Linked DNA regions of Zea mays: region 2 is linked to region 1. Evidence: chromatin contacts called from public Hi-C data. All regions are on one chromosome and are shown on one strand. Each heading gives the region's core, a stretch centred on a gene start, on an enhancer-like site or on the middle of the called end of the contact. The rest is flanking DNA. Distances are from core to core; before and after follow the strand shown. Region 1 holds the start of LOC103643714 (F-box/LRR-repeat protein 17). Region 2 holds the start of LOC100284464 (nucleotide-binding protein-like).

What was found. A called contact is a pair of places that touch in the nucleus more often than the background predicts.
Region 2: a contact with region 1 is called in a Hi-C map of bundle sheath, with 1.9 times the contacts expected there. The contact joins the promoter of LOC100284464 here to the promoter of LOC103643714 in region 1. A contact is called at or near these places in 5 of 25 Hi-C or Micro-C datasets (bundle sheath, ear, leaf and 1 more).

Annotation. Positions count from the first base shown.
Region 1 is chr1:259,839,332-259,844,646 of Zm-B73-REFERENCE-NAM-5.0, forward strand. It overlaps LOC103643714 (F-box/LRR-repeat protein 17), which reads right to left and starts at 2,554. Exons shown (of 11, transcript XM_008666886.4): 1 at 1,680-2,554. The coding sequence starts at 2,197.
Region 2 is chr1:260,068,947-260,074,261 of Zm-B73-REFERENCE-NAM-5.0, forward strand. It overlaps LOC100284464 (nucleotide-binding protein-like), which reads right to left and starts at 2,779. Exons shown (of 9, transcript NM_001157359.2): 1 at 2,349-2,779; 2 at 1,661-1,765; 3 at 1,364-1,484; 4 at 839-961. The coding sequence starts at 1,705.

The sequences.
Region 1 (5,315 bases), core at 1,304-3,803:
CCTCTTTAATGTCACTCAAGCGCATCAGATGGTTTGACTGTAGATAAGTTGTACATCATTTTGGGAACAAAAAGGCCAGACTAGTTACCATAAGTGAAAGACTGGACATGCAATTATTTTTAGGCAAAGAAGAATTACACACAAAAAAACAGACCTATTTGCTGGTAAGCATGCAACACATTCAGCGGGGAAAAAAGGTTCAGGTAAAAAGTGAAAAGACTAAATAAATGAGAAAAAATGCAACTATGATGGAATTGGCAAGGATTGTCATATGAACATGAGCAGTTTTATCACCAGAAAGTCTCTCCTTAATATTTTCCACATGTAACTCTGCGCTGCAATCTGCAATTAAATAATGTCACATGACCTAAATCATGGATAGTAATCAGTGGCCATTGATGAGAGCTGACCAACTTGATTGTGAGTACTGATTGCGGTTCTCAAAACTGCAGCATTGATTGGTGTTAGACATATGGTTTTGGGTACGGATTGAGTTGAATTAGGTTAGGAGTACTAGAGGACGGTTCTGTTTCCACAAGGCGTCCTTAATCACGGCTATAAATATTTGTACCTTGTACACATCTATAATCAATCAGGTATTCCCAATTTACAGTTAGGGAAGGCATAATGCTTTAGAAACAAGTTAAAAGAAAGAGTTTTAGAAAGAAGTTAGCAAGACAAATAAAACCTGAAACTAAGCCATTTCTAAAAAAATGCAAACAGATACATGCACCGTTTATACATTCATCTAGCAGGCACCTTTGTACCATATTTATTGCCACCAAACAGCAACAATCGACCTAAACTTGGTGTCCATTCACATACAATCATACAACTTGATTAGATACTTCTGGAAGCAAATTTTGGTCCTTTCAACATTATATACTAGACTAGTTTAGAGTTGTATACTAAGGTCACAGGATAAGGAAAGGATAAGCCGGTAAGGCTCCATGTTCATTATGTTCTGAAGGGACATTAATCTCACATTAATATTCATGAGCGCATATGCTCATACTGACGTAATAGCCAACCAAAAGCATTAATGAAAGGTCTGCATATGAATCATGCACCAGCATGACAAGACAGACAACTCCCCACCCATTTGTCAACAAGCATCCCTGCTTGAATCTTGCATTACCACAACTGTCAGTGCTCAAATATGATCTGGGGGCACCAACGTCTATCTCTTCACAGAAACACAAAAGGGAAGCAAGTCCAAAAATCCAAAATATGACAAGCAAGCGGTTCCCCCAATGGTTCCATGGTCTTATATATAAGTAGGCATTATTAATTTGTAGTGCGTGCTTATTGAGCCCTGACCATTAACCAAAATCCCTACACCCTTATTAGATACTAGTATATACAGGACATAAATATTCAGTACATGTCATGTCTGCCCATTGGAGACCAAGGTAGCAGCAGTACCAATTTTCATATCGGTCATCCACCTTATGCTACTTTAGCAGTCACCCAGAAATATGACATTTTTGCCCATATAATATTCTAGTGACTTATAGTATCCCTTTCCTTAAACAAAATTGAATAACCATAAGCAGGAATTACGCGCGGACCAATCCCCTGGGCATCGCATCAAATGAGCAGCGCGGAGCTGAGATCGGCACCCGGATCGCGTGAAGAACCATACTGTTCCGGATGAGATCCGGGCCGGAGTACCTCACCTTTCCATCCGGAGGTGGAGGCGGGAGAGCGCGGGGCAGCGGGGGAGCAGCGCGGCGAGGAGGCCGGCGCCAGAGGAGGCGAGGACGCGAAGGCGGAGCTCCTCGGCCGCGCGCCAGACCCGGCCCGCGCAGTCCCGCCAGCCTCGGCTGACCCCGGCGGCGGCCATGACCCCGCGGGGACCGAGGCGGTGCAGAACCTCCGCCATGACCTCCCTGGACACCGCGCGGGCGCCCACGTCCACCGTGGCCTCCTCGTCCAGCTCCGCCTCGTCGACGTCCTCCACCTTGGGCTTCTTCTCCGGCGAGGACGGCGTGCCGGCCTCGTCGAAGGAGAGGGCGCGGCGCAGCCCGTGCTCCCCTCCGGCCCCGGACGAGGAGGAGGGCGACGCAGCGCCGCCGGGGCCGGGGCCGGGGCCGACGCAGACGTGGCCCTTCTTGGGCTGGCCGCAGCGGCCGCAGTTGTAGTTGCCCCGCGTCTTGGGGCGTGGCGGCGGCGGCGGCTTGGGCAGTGACGCCATGGCCGGGGCCCAGGGGGCGGGGGTTAGGTTAGGGTTTGGGAGGCGCGGCTGGGGTCAATTCAGGGGAGGGGGAAATAGCTGGGGCAGCGCCGCGCGGGAGACTGGGGAGGGGTTGGCGCCATTTTTCGGGGCGCGAGCCGCGAGGAGGATGGATGGATGGAGATTGGAGAGAACACCGGAGCTGAGGATTTGGTTTCCGCGCAGCGCAGCGCCGCGCCGGCCACGACGCAGACGCAGCTGCCTGCCTCTCTCTCTCTCTCTGTATCACACTTGACACCACAGCCAGTCAGCCACAGATCACACCACAGTCACACAAACATGCACGGGGGTACAACCGCCACGAGTGAAAAGGAAAAAAAAAATGGAAGGAGGGCGACGAGACGTGAGTTGGGTCGGGACGTGATCCGCCCGGAATACATGCGAATTCCTTCCGAATCCGGCTTCGTTCTTGCCGTGCTTTTGCACCAAACTCATGTGTGAAATGACGCAATGTCTGCCGGCAATGTGCTTCTGTGACCGCAATGTCCAATTGTCCATTCCAAGACGCGGTCATTTTGATTTATCCCATTCATGACTTCCTTTTAGTAACCAGACACTGAGCTGGCCAGGATCAGCTTTGCTTTTGCCTCGTTACAAAAGATCCGATCGGCTCGTTAAGCAGAGAAGGAAGAAAAAAAAAAAGATGAGCTAGAGTCACGCCTTGTCTCAGCGCCGTGAAGAAGCATCCTTCTACGTCCATCTTTTACTCAAACAGCTCGAGTATGTACGGCAAGCTAAAATACAGGAAATGCTAGTGCGCTTCTCTCTATGAGGGACCTAGTTTGGGAAGGGAATTGCAGCGGATTTTAGCCTCTTAGGGCTGATTTGGTGATTAGGGATCCCTAGGGAATCCATGGGAGGAATCCCCTTGCAATTCAATTTTGAATAGCAAGAGGATTTCTTCCTCTCGGAATCCCCGGTCACCAAATCAGGGATCCCAAGGGGATCTATGGGGAAAGAATCCCCTTGGAATCCCTTAGCACCAAATCAGCCCTAATTTACTCCAATCCGCTCTAAAACAGTGAATTGAAGAAGATTAAAAGGGGACAAAAAATCCTATTCAAAGTTAAATAGGTAGGAAGAGATTTAATTCTCTTGGACCGACGAACAAGGCATAAAAGCGTTGCAAGTGTCCTAGATAGAGATTAAAAATATGATCAAAAATAGAACGATACCATTTTTTTATATAAACAAATAAGCACTACCCATCAGCGGCCGGCAACCGTACGTATCACCAATTCATTTACCCGTATTTTCCGTACGTATGATGCTATGAACGCCAACCGAAATTCCGTAGTACGTCGGTTGAATGGAGAGGAGACAGCAGTCATGTTGGCTTTAACAGGCTCAAAGTGTGCGTGGGAGGGGGTATCTTCATGGGCCAAAGCCCAATGGAATACGGAAGAAAAGTGTTCCAGTGTCATACGTCAATACGGCAGGACATGGATTTATTTAACACGGTCAGTCTCACTAGTGCATCTTTTCAACCTAATCAAGAACTCGGTGTTGAGAGCGGTTAAGCTCAATCATATCCCCCTTCGCTGCGAGAGAGAGAAAAAAAAAACAAGAGAGGACTAGGTATACTAACCTATCATATCATGGACATGGCCCATGGGCGCGGTTGCTGTGCTGGGCCCGGCCGCCACGACGCTCGTCACGCTTTGCAGCAACTGTTGTCCTTCTACCCGTACACGTACAAGGAAGACCCGTATCCGTATGCTGTCTGCTGTCCTAGTTCAGAAAAGATAAAAATCGGCGCGCGCGCGGCCGCGCGCCCACCTTGTTCCTTGCGTAGAACTCGAGTCGTTGGATCGCTCTGCGCTGCGGCCGGGCGGGCTGCCTCTGGCTCTGCGCCTCTGTGGCCGCCTGTACCCCTATGCTGACCAATCCTACCGATTGCTTCCAAAGTAGTACGATATACATACAGTACTCCACTCGTTTCGTCTTAAAATAAATACATATACCTATTGAGCAAATAATTTCACACAGCTCCGGCCCAAGTCTTCCGAAGACGGATCTCAGCTCTGCTCGCCAAAATGTCCTCCATACGCAGAATCTAGATCACAAATTCAACGTACAATTGTATGTCGTAGTTTGCTATTGGCTTAACGCAGCTGAAGTGTTTTGCTTCTCGTTTTGATTAAACGAAGCCTTTTCTACGAAGTCTGTTTTGCGAAGCTAAGCTTTTAGAGTTGTTTTTTTATTAGCTATGTTATAGTTTTTAATTTGTTTGAGGGTGCTAGAGAAACTTCACGTGACTCTCATCTGCTGAGGTGTCGGAATCTGAGCTTGTTGATGAGAAAAAAATTTCTTCGTTTCGAGAGGTCTTCGATGGCATAGGACTTCTGGAGTTTCTTTATGAGCATAGGAAATTCATTTTCTTAAGAGATTTCTATTTTTTTAAGGAAAAAATAAACTATTTTCTCTTTAAAAATGAAAATCTCTTAATAAAATATAGTTTTCAAACTAGACCTAAAGATGATTTTGATCAGGGAATAAATCAGTCTGCTCTAGAATGGATCAGTTCTGAAGTTTGAACCCGATAAATGTGTTGTTTTAAAAGATTACTTTACTATCAAACTTCGTTTTTTTCTGTGCGAGATCTAGTTGAAGATAATCGTTAAGCTTATAACATAGAGTTTCATCATTTAACTCTCAATTGAATTTTGAAGATTGCTCTCTTTATTTGGGCCATCAAGTCTCAAGAATTGACTCTATAAATGTAGTTGCTTTTTTGCTCGCTGAATGAATGCATTGCTAGTTCAAAATCAAATGGTCAATAGGGTTAAACTTACCGGTTGCTTTGGATGTTACAACTTCCATCCTTGCCGCAAATGCAAATGAAATTTCTTCTAGCTCAAATAACAAGTTGCATAATGATTGGTTCAAATATTGGTTCTATCATGAGGTTTCTTCGGTTGACGAGAAAGATCACAATGATAAAAATGTTAAGAGGTGTTCTTTACGTGTGAAGATGGGAAAGAAGTGTTAAGAATATAAGCATTTTCATATTTCATCTAATGTAAGAATTATAGAGTAAATTTGTGATTTCATGTATGTGTATGTATGTAATACCCTC
Region 2 (5,315 bases), core at 1,529-4,028, 230 kb after region 1:
TTATTTTATCAGAGGTTAAACAAGCTTGGAAGGGTAATTGGCATACGTGTATTAAAGAATAGTAAAGAATTACATTTCTAAATAGCTATATTTAGTTCACTGCTCATAGATGATAGATTAAAATTGAGACCAGTACAAAATGTTTTCCCATTTTAATTTCGGACTGCCTGGCGTTTATCAAACTTGGTCAAAAGGTATCATGTTTGATGGTTTGCAGTTTCAATTGAACCAAACTAGTGCAATGGCCAATTAATTGTTGTCCATTTAATCAAAATCCAATCACCTTAACAAATGAAACTATCATTGTAGTCTAGCCAAAAACTTAAGGCCTTGTTAGCTTAATCCCCTTGCCAAGGGGGTTGAAGGGGATGTGAGGGCTTTTGATTTGTAAGGGATATAATCCCCCTCAATCCTCTTTAATCCCCCGCCAATCACCACCAAACCGGACAAGCCCTAAGCGTGTTAAGGACCATTTAGTAAAAAAATGTTGGTGCAACCATGAAAGGATCATGAATAGTTTTGTTTAATCATGTAGCAAGAAAAAAGATATCACAGAAAAATGGGCAACCAAGTTCTAAGAACAAGCTTATATTTGGTTCTTTCAGCATAGTGTTTTGACTTGTACTTTTAGTTTAGCAAGGTTGTGTCCAGTAAGTATTTCTTCATTTATTCCGATATAGTTCAGTTTACACAAATCAAATTATCACTAAAAATGGTAGAAAAAGCTAAAAAAATATAAGAAAACCAGTCCTAGGTGTATAGCCTCATGAGTTTAAACATATATAAGAAGCCATATGGTGTACACCATGGCATGTGCTGAAAGAGTTCCAACAGATACCTTCATTTACTTCAGGCTTAGCATGGAGGTTCATCATTGTAGGAATGGATGGCCCATATATGTCAGCATCTAGCAAACCAACCTGAAGCTTAAACTCCTTGGCAAGTGCTACAGCAATGTTAACTGCACGAATACAATTGCCAATGTGAAGAAGCAATTTTAACTCTAGTGAACAGAAAGAAACAAAAATGGAGCAGAAACTTGAGAAATATGACTAGAAGACAAGCGCTAGCTTTATATTGCCATCATTATTTAAAAGTTAAAACATAAATTATGCACCTAAATCATTGGCATATATACCCTCAACTCAAGTTAAAAACCATTTCTGCTTCAAGATAGCTAATAGGAACTAGAAAGTATCTTTAGCACAGCGGAACTCTTGGTTACAGTGTACCTCCAAACAGATCTAAAAGATTCAAGCTCTACAATCACAACACATCATCCTTAGAGCCATCTGCACCAATATTAAATCTGAAAAAGAATTGTACAAATGTGAGCTATTCTAGTGTTAAGAGAAATGTAGACCTGCAGTGGTGGATTTGCCTACGCCTCCTTTCCCTGATGCGACAGCAATGATGTCGCCTACTCCGGCGATCGAAGTGCCCCCTTTCATGGCATAGCTGTAACATCTCCTACCAAGCAAACCCTAGGCACAAAGGAGCGATAAGCTAGAAAACAGGAGGGAAAATGCAATGGTTTTAGATTATCAGAACAGTCAGGAGGGTTGGACATGGGAAAAGCTGCAATTTTGCACCGGAAAATTAGCGGAAAAGTGAGGAAATTCCTTGGAAGCAGTAAACAATCGTATAGCTGATGTCTCACCGAGCGAGAGGCTATCCGGTGCATCGAAAAGAAACTGTGCCACATTGAGAATGAGAGAGTGATTCGTCCCTTGGCCACCACAACAACTGAGGGGCAGTGGCAGACCTGAAACGCAACAAGAGGGGCGCTGGTTATGCTCTTTAACTTCATAATGCTAAGCCTATAGTCCATAGATGTTTAGGCCACAAGCACATATGCTTCCAGGTTACAACATGAGAGTAACTCATAGTAAATGTAACACAATAAAAATTGATCACATGCATATATAGGTAGAACTAACTGATGCAATTGAGCAACATAGTAAATTTTGTGTCAAAATTGATCACATGCAACGAATATGTGCAACACTTAATAAGAAGAATCTTTTTTAATCGCCCGCCAATCACCACCATCCTGGCGAGAGGACGCATGCAGCAGCAGGCCCTGCAACAGCCATCAGGCACATGTAACGGCAGATAACATGAACAAACGGTGGAAGGGTATAAATGTCCGTTGTAACCAGTAATTAGTGTAGTGGAGTATTATAGCTAGAAAGGGTGGCTTAAGTGGGGCAATTAGACAAGTGCAACGAATGCCGGGGTATTTTGGCGAGCGGCAAGGAATAGAGACCTAAAAAAGCAATAAGCCCCAAACCGGTATTGGCATAAGGTGCAACAAAATTAGAAATCAAACAATCACACAGACTCACTATGCAGCAGGCGCAGGGGGCTGGGGCGACTCTGCGCTGTGCTTCTGGTGCTGACAGCCAAGAGAGAGCACCAACGGCTCTGCGAAATGTGGTGCTGGCCGTCGGTCGGCTGGCAGGCACGCACTTGGTCAGTGACGCAGCGCCAAGCGGCAGCACAGAACAAGGCGGGGCGCGGGTGGATCTGCACAGCACCGACGAGCCCGCTACCCAGCACCGACGAGCCCGCTACCCAGCGCCAAGCAGGAGCTAGCCGAGGCCCGCGCACGGAGGAGACGAGGTCGTCGACGGGTGGGGCGAGGGCGGAGGACCGTCGTCGACGGGTGGCCGGGTGGGGCGAGGGCAGAGGGCGGATGGGCGGCACGCCGCCACGGCCCACGGAGAACGTAGGCCGAGAGGCGCCGTATGCCGAGCGCGGGTGCGGCTGGACCGTTGCAGTTGCAGGCCTCCTCCCTGTGGGCTGTACATTTCAATTTACATCACATCGGAACCTCAATCTACCCCATTTCTTATCACAATATTATAATTTTTATTATAAATATTTACTAAGTATGTAAAAATATTGAAAAACTTATCGGGACATACACTTATATATATAGGTAAAAACGGTTGTGTAATCAAGTTTTCTAGACAATCATTGTACAATTAAACTGACAAAATATAAAATAATTGTTTTAAAAAAATATAAAATAATTATTACTCTATCAATATATTAAATTTTAAATTCTATTTTATTCTATATTAAGAGAGGTAAAAAATAAAATTCTGTTTATTTTCAAAAAAAATCACATGTACGATGATAATTATTTTGTGTTTGCGTGCATCCTCAAATAGGAGTGTTGGAGACTGAAAATAGGAGCTTTAAATAGATGCGCTGGAGACCCTTTTGTTGCTGGAGACTGGAGTGTTATCTCAGTTAGCCGCGGATTTTTCACTGTTTCGTGTATGACCATTATATCCTCTATGATGTGAAGCTGTATTCAATTTGTTTTCTTCTTTTTTCAGTAAGTGAAACTCAGTTTTAGGTTGTCCTGCTGCAGCGCCTTTCTCTGCACTTTTGTTGCAGATGTTTTCATGAGATAATCCTCACATAGATTAACATGTGTTTGATAGATCTACTTCACAGACATGCAAACATTTTAGTTTCAATATTTATAGAGAGGAACATGCCCCATCTGCTGAAAATTGTGTAGCTTAAGAGAATTTTTAGCAATTACAGACCTAATTTATTTACCATATCTAAATATTAGAACCTTCAAGATCTCAGATGCTGAAAATTTGCGAGCTATAGAAAATTGATCTTTATTAACCATACCACCATCAGAAATTTCGGCTAATAAAGGCTCATTTGTACTCCATGATGAAAAAGAGAAGACGCACGTGGATAAAGCACTATGATTCATGTACTGAACTGACTTCACATTGATTGTATGACAAGTTGTTATCATTTAAACCATTTTGTATATGAATCAAGCAAGCATCAGGTTAGATTTAATATAGACATAACCCATATTTTATTTAAGATAGTTTGTTTATTACATATATATAATTAAAAAGAAAAATAGAGACCATAGTTTAGAGATAAATTAGATTGTCTAGTTCATAGTTACTTTCAATTGGTACCCAGTAGCTTAATTAAACTTTTTTGGCTTAACCACTATGAAATCAACGCTATTTAGAGAGTGACAAATGGATAACTTTCTTACTTTGACGGTACTAACTTCTAATGTAGTGCTAAGATGGCTTGCTATCTGGAAGTTGTTAATTTAGGTGTTTCGTGAGTCACTCGCGATTAGATGAAACCCTAAAGAATCTTGAAAATCAGTCGCGAGTGATGAAAAATAAATTCATCTTAATGCTAAACCAAATTTGATTGTTTGAATCATTTAGCATGAAGAGTCTTTACACTTACAATGGAGATTGTGGTGCATTGCCATGTATCAAAGGCGGTGCCCTCTCACCACCATGAGCAGAAAATGCCCTAGCCTCCCATGGAACTAGGGGGCCACCTCCGGGCCTAGGCATCCCACATCAGGTTCAATGTTGTTGCGGGTCTAAAAGCAATATCATAAGGATACACAAAAAACAACAAACAACAAAAGAAAGGGAATGATGCTTGCCGTCACTAGATGTCGACCTAGCGCAGGTGCTTGCGAATGGGGCCTCCGAGTCCCAACGTGGGCGCTTGCAGGGAGAGGAGTCCCTGGATTAGGGCGCCCTCTTTCGAGTGTCTCTTGTGTTGGCCTCATCCAGGGCGACCTCCTTCCCCTTATAACATTCCCCTTGGCTAGGGGGCCCTGTCCGCATCACAATCATCGATGTCGAGGGTCGCCGGCCTCAATGTGCGCTCTAGCTACGTCGTCCCTGCCCCCTATGGCTCTCGAATAGGAACCTTCCCGATGGGGTTTGTGAAAGGGAATTAGGCTTACACCTAGTTCCTAAATAATTTTGGTGGTTGAATTGCCCAACACAAAATCTTTGGACTAACTAGTTTGCCCAAGTGTGTAGATTATACAGGTGTAAAAGGTTCACACTCAGCCAATAAAAAGACCAAGTTTTGGATTCAACAAAGGAGCAAAGGGGCAACCGAAGGCACCCCTGGTCTGGCGCACCGGACTGTCCGGTGCGCCACCGGACATGTCCGGTGCACCAGGGGGACTCAGACTCAAACTCGCCACCTTCGGGAATTTCCAGGGGCGACTCGGCTATAATTCACCGGACTGTCCGGTGTACACCGGACAGTGTCCGGTGCGCCAAGGGAGGTCGGCCTCAGGAACTCGCCAGCTTCGGGAAACGCCAACGGCTAGTCCGCTATAATTCACCGGACTGTCCGGTGTGCACCGGACTGTCCGGTGCGCCTCCGGAGCAACGGTCTTCTCCGCGCCAACGGCTCTCTGCCGCGCATTTAATGCGCGCTCTGCGCGCGCAGATGGCAGGCTCGCCCATGCTGGCACACCGGACAGCAAACAG